Linked DNA regions of Mus musculus: all the other regions are linked to region 2. A link is a contact called in public ChIA-PET data. All regions are on one chromosome and are shown on one strand. Each heading gives the region's core, a stretch centred on a gene start, on an enhancer-like site or on the middle of the called end of the contact. The rest is flanking DNA. Distances are from core to core; before and after follow the strand shown. Region 1 overlaps Blvra (biliverdin reductase A). Region 2 holds the start of Dusp2 (dual specificity phosphatase 2). Region 3 has its middle 26 kb from the start of 1810024B03Rik.

Evidence for each region. ChIA-PET counts read pairs in DNA pulled down with a chosen protein or histone mark.
Region 1: a contact with region 2 is called in an RNA polymerase II ChIA-PET map of effector CD8 T cells, with 5 read pairs. The contact joins the enhancer-like site here to the promoter of Dusp2 in region 2. A contact is called at or near these places in 4 of 484 Hi-C or Micro-C datasets (the HPC-7 cell line, embryonic stem cells and myocytes), 2 of 115 datasets of contacts at active chromatin or transcription factors (effector CD8 T cells and memory CD8 T cells) and 1 of 9 other capture datasets (liver).
Region 3: an RNA polymerase II ChIA-PET map of effector CD8 T cells shows a contact between it and region 2, with 65 read pairs. The contact joins the enhancer-like site here to the promoter of Dusp2 in region 2. A contact is called at or near these places in 6 of 39 promoter capture datasets (the 3T3-L1 cell line, the C10 cell line, embryonic stem cells and 3 more), 10 of 484 Hi-C or Micro-C datasets (the AML12 cell line, embryonic fibroblasts, embryonic stem cells and 6 more), 3 of 115 datasets of contacts at active chromatin or transcription factors (effector CD8 T cells, embryonic stem cells and memory CD8 T cells) and 3 of 9 other capture datasets (adipose tissue, liver and pancreatic islet).

Annotation. Positions count from the first base shown.
Region 1 is chr2:127,085,013-127,089,107 of GRCm38.p6, reverse strand. Blvra (biliverdin reductase A) reads right to left here. Exons shown (of 8, transcript NM_026678.4): 4 at 3,026-3,145; 5 at 2,166-2,263. Among named protein-coding and RNA genes, the nearest start is that of Gm39922, 12 kb to the left of the region's middle. Within about 2 kb of position 2,692, at least 33 of the 459 cell types and tissues checked have an H3K27ac peak or open chromatin away from gene starts, as enhancers often do. A contact at or near this core is called in effector CD8 T cells, where this site is marked.
Region 2 is chr2:127,334,792-127,338,393 of GRCm38.p6, reverse strand. Dusp2 (dual specificity phosphatase 2) reads right to left here and starts at 2,235. Exons shown (of 4, transcript NM_010090.2): 1 at 1,757-2,235; 2 at 1,496-1,617; 3 at 926-1,145; 4 at 17-813. The coding sequence starts at 2,156. The coding sequence ends at 599. Gm46762 (a long non-coding RNA gene) reads left to right here and starts at 2,843. Exons shown (of 3, transcript XR_003953899.1): 1 at 2,843-3,602.
Region 3 is chr2:127,180,774-127,184,475 of GRCm38.p6, reverse strand. No RefSeq gene overlaps it. Among named protein-coding and RNA genes, the nearest start is that of 1810024B03Rik, 26 kb to the left of the region's middle. Within about 2 kb of position 1,550, at least 362 of the 459 cell types and tissues checked have an H3K27ac peak or open chromatin away from gene starts, as enhancers often do. A contact at or near this core is called in the AML12 cell line, adipose tissue, effector CD8 T cells and 10 more, where this site is marked.

The DNA of each region.
Region 1 (4,095 bases), core at 1,443-3,942, 250 kb after region 2:
TCTTGCACACCAGGCCAAACGGATGCAGCCAATATATACTATTTGATTGCTTTCTTGTCGCTGCTTTCTTGCTTACCACTGAATCGGAATGCTCCCATTCCTCCCATCCAAAACCAACCCTGAATCTGAAGGATTAACCAACTCCTCATACCTGATACAAACATACTTTCATTCAACAGAGGCAGCCTTGAATCTCATACTAGACACACAGTCAAGGAAGGGGAATCCACATGCCCAGGTCTCCCTGGAAAATCCAGAATATGGAAGGCTAAGACAGTATGTCCCCTCCTGAAAAGCCACCAGTTCTACAGAAGTTTTCTCTGGTGAGAATTACTTAAATGAATCCCAGGACGCTGAGTTAGAATTTTTTTTTACCTTTATTTTTATTTTATATGTATGGGTGTTTTGAGTGCATGTATGTTATATCTATGTACCACATGTGTGGAGGTCAGAAGAGGATATCAAAAGCCCTGTGATTGGATTTACAGATGGTTGTACAGGTGCTCAGAATCAAACCTAAGTCCTATGAAAGAGCAACCATTTCTCATGACTGCTAAGCATCTCTCCAGTTACAGGACATAAATTAAAAGAACAATCAAACTTACACAACTGATAGAGTTTTAAAAAGACATAAGCAGGGGTTGGAGAGATGGCTCAGCGATTAAGAGCACTGGCTTCTCTTCCAGAGGACCTGGGTTCAATTCCCACCCACATGGCAGCTTGCAACTGTCTAGACATAACTTTAGTTCTGGGGAATCCAACACCCTCACACAGACACACATGCAGGCAAACACCAATGCACATAAATAAAAATAAACAAAAAAAGGAAGAGTTAAGCAAACAGCTCAATGAACTTGAAGAGACCAGCAATAAACACCGGAGCGATGCACAAGAAAACACAAACACAAGGCTGAACAAAATGACAAGAACAATTAGGAACTTGAAAATGGGATTCAGTAAAGAGTCAGAAATACTGAAGAAAACTCAGGCTAAAATGAAGATAGAATTGAAAAACGTAAAACCCAATTAGAAAACTCAGGGGAAAGCCGTAAAGTGGGATGGGTAAAATAGAGGATAGACTGTCAGGACTTTGGGCCTCTCCAAACTGTTCTTAGTCCTGCTACCTGGAGAACAAGAAACTCTCAGACACCAAATGGATACAGCTGCTCAGCTCTGGACTTCTAACCTCCAGCAGTCTGAGATATGAGCTACATAAACCTCTTTTTTTTTTTTTTCATAGATTACTAATCTTAGCAAACAAAGATCTCTAATCCCCAAACTTTTTAAAAGAACTAAACATACAGTATGTTTAAGTTTCCTAGCATACAGTGAACCTTTAATAAATACTTATTAAATTAGTATAACAAGGAAACTATATAGTATACATATAAGACAACCACTTACATTGATTTGGGAATTTTTCCATTATTAAGTTGTTGCAGGATATTTGATCACACTGTGAACCCTGACATGGTGCTGTTTACTGGAAAAACCCATTTCTAGTTGTGGTGTAGCTCAGCCTTAACACATACCTTTAATCCAGTAGTTTTCTGCTTGAGTATTCTCAACGGATTAAATAAAGTCAACCATAGGTCAAGAGGAGGAACAAGTAACCAGTGGACAGGAAGTGAACATAGGATTATTAAGAAAAAAACCATAGAGAGTAAGAGGGAGTCAGAAGGGTGGGTAGAGAGACACACAGGAAGTAGAAGGGAGGGTCATTCAGTTTGAAGGAGCTTTTTGGTGATGGGGATTCATTCTGGGATGTCAGCTGAGAAGGAACGACAGCTGGGTGCTTCCTCTACTTCTCTGAGCTAGAAGGTTTTCAACCCAGCCCCTGGCTTCAATGGTAAAATCCAATGATTAAGATTTTGTTAAAAAAAAACCAAAACCCATCAGTAAGTATCTGAGGTACAAGTACAATATCAACATCATGCCACTGTGACATGTGGCAACCAATCTACTGTTTCATTAGAACAAAGCTAAGAGTCCACAGGCTCCTCTGCATTTTTCTCATCCACACACCTCCCTATGCATCCACAGCCTGGGCCAGGAGGGAGATGGGAACTCAGTAGCAAAGCCGATGCACATAAGGCAGCTTGCTGGAAAGGCAGTGACGTCACCCTAGAAACTCAGGAGGCAGACAGAGTCAGAGAAAACATCACCTTTCTGTGCAGCCAGCTCCCACAGCTCCTGCGCTGCCGCAAATGACAATGCCATGGGGTATTCCACGAGGACATGCTTGCCAGCCTGAAGAAACTGCCTTTGAAAACAAAAAGACAGGGAAAGGACACTTCAAATAAACTCACAAATGCCCTGTAGGAACACAAGTCTGCAAATGCATGAGAGCCTGTGTACGAGTGTCACAAACAGCCAAGACCCAGTGCCCCCATGAGAAAGTGTCACAAACAGCCAAGACCCAGTGCCCTTGCAAAGTAAAGAATGATCTATACCAAACATGTCCAGTTGTAAGATCATTTCACTATTCATCAGTATTCAAACTCTAGTTTACTTTCCACTACTGGGATAAACGCTGTGATCAAAAGCAGCTTTGGGAGAGAAGGGTTTATTTCACGAGATCTCACTATGTAGCTCTGGCTGTCTTGGAATTCACTAGGCTGTCCTGAAACTGACAGCTCTGCTTGCTTCTGCCTTGTGATTGCTGGGGTTAAAGGCGTGCATAACCACATCCGGTTCCTGACAGTATTTTTTTTACGTACAGTATAGTTCCTGCAGTAATTTTTTTGTGTGACTACACTGTCACTATCTTCAGACACACCAGAAGAGGGCATCAGATCCCATTACAGATGGTTGTGAGCTACATGTGGTTTCTCAGAATTGAACTCAGAACCTCTGGAAGAGAAGTTGGTGCTCTTAACAGCTAGGCCATCTCTCTAGCCCTCCTGACAGTAATTTTTAAAGGTCACAGGACAACGAGAATTTTCTGTGTTGACCATTAAGTCCCACTTGCATAGTTTTTAGCTTGCACATGTAAGGCAAAGCCTGTGTGCATCAAGAAACCTACCTTATATAGTCTTCGTGGCTGGAACTCTCAGTGCAAATATAGGCGACATCAACCTCTTGGCTGCGGAGAGCATCTTCCAAAGAAATCTGCCGTACATTATCAAGGCTCCCAAGTTCTCGTCTGTTTCAGAAATAACAAGCAGTCTTAAAAGTAGACAAAACTGAGGCTGATGAGATGGCTCAGTGGTTAAGAATACTGACTGCTCTTCCAAAGGTCCTGAATTCAAATCCCAGCAACCACATAGTGGCTCACAACCATCTGTAATGGGATCTGATGCCCTCTTCTAGTGTGTCTGAAGACAGTGACAGTGTACTTACATAGAATAAATAAATAAATCTTTTTTAAAAAGGTAGACAGAGCCAAGGCTTCTATTAGATGAGCAGCACTCTTCTCCCCCCTCCCAACAGTGCCCAGGGATGAGCTTTTGGAAAGTAAGAGACTCATTTTCTCCTTCCTATTTCCTGGGTGTTTTCCACTGTAGAGGAAGGAAAGTAAGCAGCACTTGGGCTGAATTCAGGAGACCTGGAATAGAAGCCAACATGGCCACCAATGCTGTGCAGAAACCACAAGCCTTCCAAGTTACTGCTCTAAAATAAAAAGAACCAGAACCTTGTAGTTCACACAAAAGGATCTTTGTGGTCATTTCTACTAAGCTCCTGATGAAATGTTGTGACTACCACAGCAAGCCAAACCTCACGTTCACACCACCCTGGTACAAACCATCATATACTGCAAGTTCCTTCATGTACTTCAAGGCTTGCTGACCATCAGGAGAAAAAGCAAGCATCCCTGTCTCTATTACAACTAGCCTAGAGAGGCCATGGTACCACAGCTGAGCAGTGGGGCCAGGATGGAAAGCTAGGGGACTATCACTATGACAGAGAACACAGTAAAAGAGCCGGAGTCAGGCCATTCTGTACTGGGCCCCGGTGCAAAAGCTTTAAGTGGTCCTGGAAGGAGGCTGCCTCGGAGACACGGACAACCAACAGCAGCTTCAGCCAAGCGGGAATCTGTAAGCTACCCACTGCACACTGCTAGATTTGACTGGCACTTATTGTTTGCCTACTGTG
Region 2 (3,602 bases), core at 986-3,485:
AGACCAGACAATGTGGTACTGCTCTTTTTTAAACAAAACACTGTTTTTATTGACACAACCTCAATGTTCTATATAAATATAAAGTGCTGTTTCCAACGCCCCTCCCTGGCCCACAGGGCCGGGAGGAAGTTGGGGAGAGAGCGTTAAATGTCAGTTGAACACAAATAACTTTTCAGCACCAATTACAGCGAGATGCCCACACACACACACACAAAAGTCAGATGTCCGTAACATGACACACACGTCACTTCCTGGCTCCCCTGGGAGCACAAGGCTTAAGCTTTGGGTCAAGGGCTGCACACCCCTAGACATGGTTTCTGCTTGTCACAGCTTGTTTTCTGAGCCCTTGGGTGACCAAGGGCTTTAATATAGTAAATTAATTAATTAAATTAATTTCTGCAAGTCGAAGGAGGGAGAGCAAATAAGGGCCAGCCCTTATGCCACCTCAGAAGAGCACCATATCAGAGCAGCCGTCATCCTGGATTTCCTAGCACCCCAGTGGGACGGCAAGATGAGGAGGGAGGAGCTGGGCCACAGCAGCTTCCCCCAGGAGTCAGTCAAAGCCAGAGCTGTGGGTGGGGCCAGGCTGGGCTTTGCCTCAGTGACACAGCACCTGGGTCTCCAGCTGTAGCAGCTGCCCCATGAAACTGAAGTTGGGGGAGATGACTCCCCGACGTTGCTTAACAAAGTCAAAGGCCTCGTCCAGCCGTACCCGGTGGCTCTGAATCAGGTATGCCAGGCAGATGGTGGCTGAGCGAGAGATGCCAGCTTGGCAGTGCACCAGCACCCGGCCCCCACTATTCTTCACCGAGTCTGAAAAAGAAATGTGGAGCCGAGAGTCAGACAGGAAGGTGGACAGAGGAATCAGGTGCCTGTACCTTCTCCCCTACAGTTCCCACAGAACCCTGGGCTGAGGCTCCCCTACCTATGAAGCTGATAGCCTCCTGGAACCAGGCACTTATCTCCACCATCTGGTTATCTTCTACTGGAATGCTCTTGTAATGGAAAAGACCCTCAAAGTGGTTGGGGCAGCTGGCAGAGACATTGAGAACTGCTGTGATGCCGCAGGCCTGCAGGCCCTGAAGATCTGAGGAGTGGTTGCAGCTGCCCAAGTACAGGTAGGGCAAGATTTCCACAGGACCACCCTGGAGGAGGAAGGGGACGGTGGTGAGACCTCACTCAGCCTTGTGCTGGAGGGCTTGATCCAGACATCTTGGATTGGCTAGAAACAAGAGAAGCTCTAGGCCTTCTGACCAAGGACAGAATTAAAAGTCTTGAGGCCACAAGGGGACATATGTTCAGACACTTTGTGCCACATATGCCTTAAAGTCTGTATGAGGATATATACACGTTCACACCATTTGCAGGTCACACAAACACTCTCCACATCTGGGAATGTATATTGGAACACACCCCTGTCTTTCCCCACTGGCGTTCTCCAGAGGCATCCCTCTAGAATGCACAATGAAGACAACAAATTCGAATATCAACTCACCTGGTCATAGATCGGAACCCTCGGGTCAGAGTTGCTATTTTCGGCCCCAGCAGGAGGCAGGGCCTGGGCAGGAGCTTCAGAGCACAGATCCGGACAGTACGTCTGGAAGCTTTTGAAACCGCCTGTGGGAAAGACAAGAAAGGGTATGATTAGCCAAGAGGTCGGGAACGGGGCACGGAACGTGGGACAAGGGGCTAAGAGCGCGGGGCGCGGAACATGGGAGAAGGGGCGAAGGGCGCAGGGCGCGGGGCGCGGGCTCACCTCGCAAGAAGCACACGGTCGTGGGTCCCCCGCGCATCTCGTGCTGCAGTGCGGCTAGCAGCAGGTGAGCGGGGCCGTCCGGCGGGAGCTCGGCCACAGACGCGCTGCTTTCATCCAGCACCACGGCACGGGCCAGCTCCCCGCGGCCCAGGCGCGCCCGGAGTGCGCGGTCGGGCAACAGACAGGCGAGGGCAGCGGCGGGGGTGCCGCGCGCACGCCGCCGCAGCAGCGCGTTCCAGGGCACCGGTCGCGCGGCGCGCACGTGGCTCCGGCAGAAGGCCAGGAACGGGCGGCAGTCGAGCAGCAGCGTGCGCTCGGCCTCCCGCGGCTCCCGCAGCAGCGCGCCCAGCGCCGCGCACTCTAGCTCGCACGCCGTCTCCAGCCCCATGGCGATCGGCATCGCAAAGCCTCCTGCTTCCGGATGTCCTCTCCCTCGGCTCCGGCGGCGCGGTGTCTGTGTGGCGGGAGCTGACGGTTCTGGGGGCTCTTCGTCGAGCCCGGGCTTAAATACTCGAGGGCTGGCCCCTCGGGTCACCATACAAGGGTAGAGCAGGAAGGCGCCGGTGCCCGCCCCCGCGGCTTCACGTGGGACTCTGGCTGGGCCGCCCCCGGGGCTCCCTGAGCGGACAGGGGGTGGGTGGGGCGGGGCATCAGGGGGAGGGACACGCGGGGGAAGAAACTGGGAACCAGACCGTGACAAGTGTCGGCCTGGAGTCTAGAGGCCCCACCCACGTCTCTCCAGTGTATATGCCCCAGTGCTCCCCACTCTTTGCCAGGCTTCAAGCCACTAAGTGCTTAGGAACTCAGCTCTCAGCTGCACCGAGCCTTTGAGTTACTCAGGTCTTCAGCTTCCTCACTTTTCCCATTTTCTCCCAGGGTTTTCATTCTAGGAATTTCGATAGCAAAAATGGACAAATTACCTGTTGCTACCCATAATGATACACTATTAGGAAAGACACCAACCGTCAGGAAATTGTCCTATTCTCCCATGTCAGGCCCAGGCCCAGGTGGAGGAGTCCTGGAAAGCCAAAGCCCTGGGGCAGGGGCGGGGGTGGGGTGGGGTGGGAGGGGCTTTAATGGGGAAGGGGCGCAGGGGCCTGTGACGAGTTTCCTCTTATGACTGGGACAGTTTCTTTCCCCAGGGGCCCAGGGAAACCCCCAAGAGCCTAAAAAGAAGTAGTTCCCATGCCACAGGCCAGGGCTAAAGAGGAACTCTGTTGACGATGCTGGGCTCTCCCAGGGCATAGCCAGGCCTGGCGGGAATTTCAGGGGAAGAAGGACTATTCACAGAACCTGTTCCCTTCCGACCCCTTAGGAGCTACAAACCCCTCTGGGACAGGCCCTGGTCCCACACCAAACTGTAAGAATGAAAAACTGGGTAACTCACAGCCATTCTGTGCTCCCCCACTCAAGTGCCTGCCCGCCCCCCCCTCCCGGATGTGGTGAGGCCCAGCTGCACGTGGGCCCCCCGGGACACTCCTGCGTTGGGGGCGAGAAAGTTGGTAGGTGGCTGAACTGAAGCAGGCGGGTGGGGACAGTGTTCAGAACCCAGCCTCCCAAATCTTTATTGCCCTGAGCCAATCCTCTGCCTTTACTAAGACCCTTCCAGCATCCCTGCAGATCCTTTGTTTCTTGGAGGCCTGTGGCTAGAACCTGTGGGGACCCCTAACATAAGGTATGGTAGGTATATAGGTGCTCGAGCAAAATATTATGCCTTTCCTCTTGATTTGGGGAACTTGGGGCTTGTGGGGGATACAGAATGCCAGGGAGAGCTACGAGGACTCCTGGACCAGGAGTCATGGACTTGTGTCTCAGTGGCACGGTCATGCAAGTTGGTTCCAGGGCC
Region 3 (3,702 bases), core at 301-2,800, 150 kb after region 2:
AAACCCTGCCTGGATAAATAAATAAATAAATAAATAAATAGAAGAAAGTATCAAAATTGTGATGGGGGTGTCTTGGATAGGCTGTCTATGCCACACAGGCTTCTGGAGAACAGCATCTTGTATACTTCTTACAGGGGGAAAATGGAACAAGATAGGAGACTTCTATGAAGTCAGCACAAACTACTATACAGTGAGAAAACCACAGGAAGGAGCTAATAAAAGAAAGCTGGAAAAACAGGAAGAGAGAATCTCTCAAAAACGTTCCTGACCAAGCCCACACTGGACTCGGGACTGATAACCATAGCCGCATGTGGTGGGATCTCAGGGTCTGAAGCAAGCCATCCCCGAAGGCCCTGGCCCCAGACCTCCACCCGCTCTCCCAAGCACCGTCCTTGCTTTAGAGAAGGAGCTCTATTTTATTCCCAGCACTTCAGGGCCTTAGGGGAAGCTCCCAAGCCTGAGCCCCAGGTTGGCATTGGCTCTGGAGACCTAGAAGGAGCTGTTCTATGCCTTGCTTGACCAGGCCAGTCCTCACCAAACAGTGTTTTTCCTTTTCAAAGAGTTATCACCAGCTGTAGTCTTGCCCATGTGACAAAACGATGCTTTTCTCAAGAAGAAAACCAGACCTTTATGGCACACCAGGCCTTAAAGTTGGTTGTGGCCCTATATTGCCCCTTGGAGCCACTTGTTAGAGACCTGCTCTTTGAAGTCAGGATGGGGCTAATTCATGATTGTAAAGCAGAGTTGTCTCCTACCTTATGGTTTGTGGACAAATGTCTGGACAATCCCGGTAAACTACCACATGTATTCTAGCATCCTATTCTCCAATCGGCCTTTTTAGCATAGCACATACCTGTGTGGAGTTTTAGGGGCAGTCCTCCCTCACCTACATTCGACTTGCCGCCACTACAAGCATTAGTCGATCCTTTACATCAATTTTACTCTTCTACATCACAGCTTAATATTTGAGTGCTATCCGACACACGAGATGCCTTTTACAGGCTCCACAAAATTAACTCGAAATGGGACTTATACCTAGCTATAAAATGCCTAAATGCTAAGGCCAAAACTTACAGAAGAAACTATAGAAACAAGGGCTCTCCAAGTTTGGCATCCTGCCAAGGGTATTTCTACACAGAAGCCCTTTCCCCAAATGCTTTGTGTAGATGCAGCCACCCTAGTGAGATTATTCCGAGCCCACAGCCGGGCCCAGGGAGAGAGAAGGACCACAGGGGAACCTCACAAGTAACAGCTTCTGTCAGGCTGCTGTTTACCACAGAGCCCCCTGGGCTCAGCCGCCTGCTCCTCCCTTTGTGGGAGACTGCCCTGCACTTAACGTGTCGGAACTTCTGGGCTTGCCTGAGCTCCCCGCACCCAGGAGCGGCACACAGAACACATCAAGCAGAAACATTCAAGACTGCTAGCTAAATTTAAAAGAGGAACTTGCAAGATCGCACCCGGAAGAGCCCGCCTTCTCTTTTGGGTGGCAGATCCGTCTGGATGTCCTAATTGGCTAGTGAATCTGGAGTGACATACACACCACCCATTGGATTAGAGTGTGCTGAAGGGACACAGCGGAATAATTCCGGGCACAGGTTGCCAGTCTGAGGCCAGTCCTTTCCCGGATCTGTAGAAATTTGCATTTCAGTACCACCTTTGTCTTTCTTCCAATTGCTTGCCGGTCTTTTTCCCCCACCCTGGTCAGGGGAAGACCCACAACTCCAATTTGCTCTTGGCTAAGTTACCCGCTTCTCTCCACTGTGGGCCACATTGCAAATTTGGAGCTTTCCAGAGCTCCAGTCACAACACTCAGTAGGCACTTCCGCTTCTTCCTTTTGGAATCATTGAGACTTTACTTAGGGAATGTTGATAAGTTCACATATAGGTTTGCCTACCCCTATGCATGCTATGTTAAATCCTCTTCTGAACTTGATCACAAGGTAAAAGCAGAGATTTTTAAGGGCATTCTTAGCTCAAAGTCATGCAGAAACATACGTAAATTATAAAAGTATTGGACAGAAATACCTCTAGAATGTTCATCTTCTATTACAAAATCTTAGCTAACCATCCAGTAAATGACGCTGTAAAAGTAGATGGCTAAGGAGCTCTTTGTTAATCATTATCTGTGATCTAACCAATAAATGTATCAAAATATATAGATACAAAAATGTATCAATGTACAGAAAGAACAGAGAACACTAATGCAGAGGACCAACCTCACCTAGGTCTGGGTTCCTAAGAGAAGGGGTGTTTGAGAGCAACAGGGAAACAAGCAACTTGAACTCAAATCATGGGTCCAAGCTGCTGGCTTATGTTCTGCTGAGATAGCATTCCAGATGAGATGGCTTCCCAGACTGCTTTCTCTGTGTCTGTGTGCTCTAGACTGATTTTACTTTCTATTCTAAAACCTCTGTGGTTGAGACAGCTAGCTTTCTGCGTGAGACAGCTCTCTCTGCTAGTAAAAATTCTAAACGCTCTCTGGATAGCTCCTCAGTTTTCTCACCAAAGTCAGAAAAACTGATCTAAAAAATTCTTGGCTTTTCCAATCAAGTCAAAAATACTGTTAGAAAAATTCTAAAAGTAATTCTTGGGTTATCAAAATCAGAAAGGAAAAAAAAATCTGCTGTGTTCACTCTTCACATAGCCTTCTCTGGATAACTGCTAGAAAACATTTTAACAGAGCTCTGTCACCTCTCTAAGTAATTCTTGGAATTTCTAACCTCAGACATTAGAATGTTAGGAAAAAATCTTGAAGAGCTGTGTTTGCTTTCCAGAGATATCCAGATAGCTCAGCTCTCATTACAGAAAAAACACTTTAAAAAGTACTGCAGTATCTTCCTGCTAGCTCATCATATACAGATCAAAAGCCTGGGTTTTTTTTATTACATATGAATTTGGTTATTTATTCCAGGATCCCTTTTGATTATCCTATGAATCATCTGCCCATAACCCCAGCTCCTTGATACTTAAGAGACAGCAAGTACATTTTATTTATTTATTTTAACAATGTAAAAGAATTCAGAAATCTTGCTTAACTCTGTTATGTAGCTGGGTAGGAGTGTGCTGGGGGGACACAGAGTAGTTGCAAGCAGTGGAATGTTTCTATTGAGGCTTACTGGGCTATCCTAGTAGGTATTTGGAAGACTCTGCTGCTGAGAGTGACTTGTACTGTGCAGACCTGGCCCAAGATGTTTCAGTGAAGAAGAACTTCAGTATCTGGCCTAGAGACTGTTTTTGGTGAAGAAGATGGTTCAGACCCTTGTCTGAAGAGTCTACCTGAGACTAAAGTAAAGAGATTTATATTAATTACATTAACAAAATAAGTCTTAAAAAAATCCCAGCAGAGACCTTGCTCTCTTGTTTTGTCTTATAAAGAGTGTTTTAATTAAAAGGAGCAAGCAGAGAAAGGAAAAATATAAAATGTATGTTTTAAGTATTAATGGGGCACCAGGAAGTGAAATGAAGCTGAATCAAATGATCAAGGAGATAAACAAAATATGGGGGTGGTAGCTTTGGTGCAAGATCCCAACCAACAAAGCTTAGATCCACGCATGATGGAACATGCCTTTAATTTCAGGAGACAGAGACAAGCAGATCTCTGAGTTCAAGGCCAGCCTTGTGCAGAGCAAGTTCCAAGTACAGAAAAGCTTAAGTTCAGGTGTGGTGGTACAAGCCTTTGATCCCAGAATTCAAAAGAGAGAA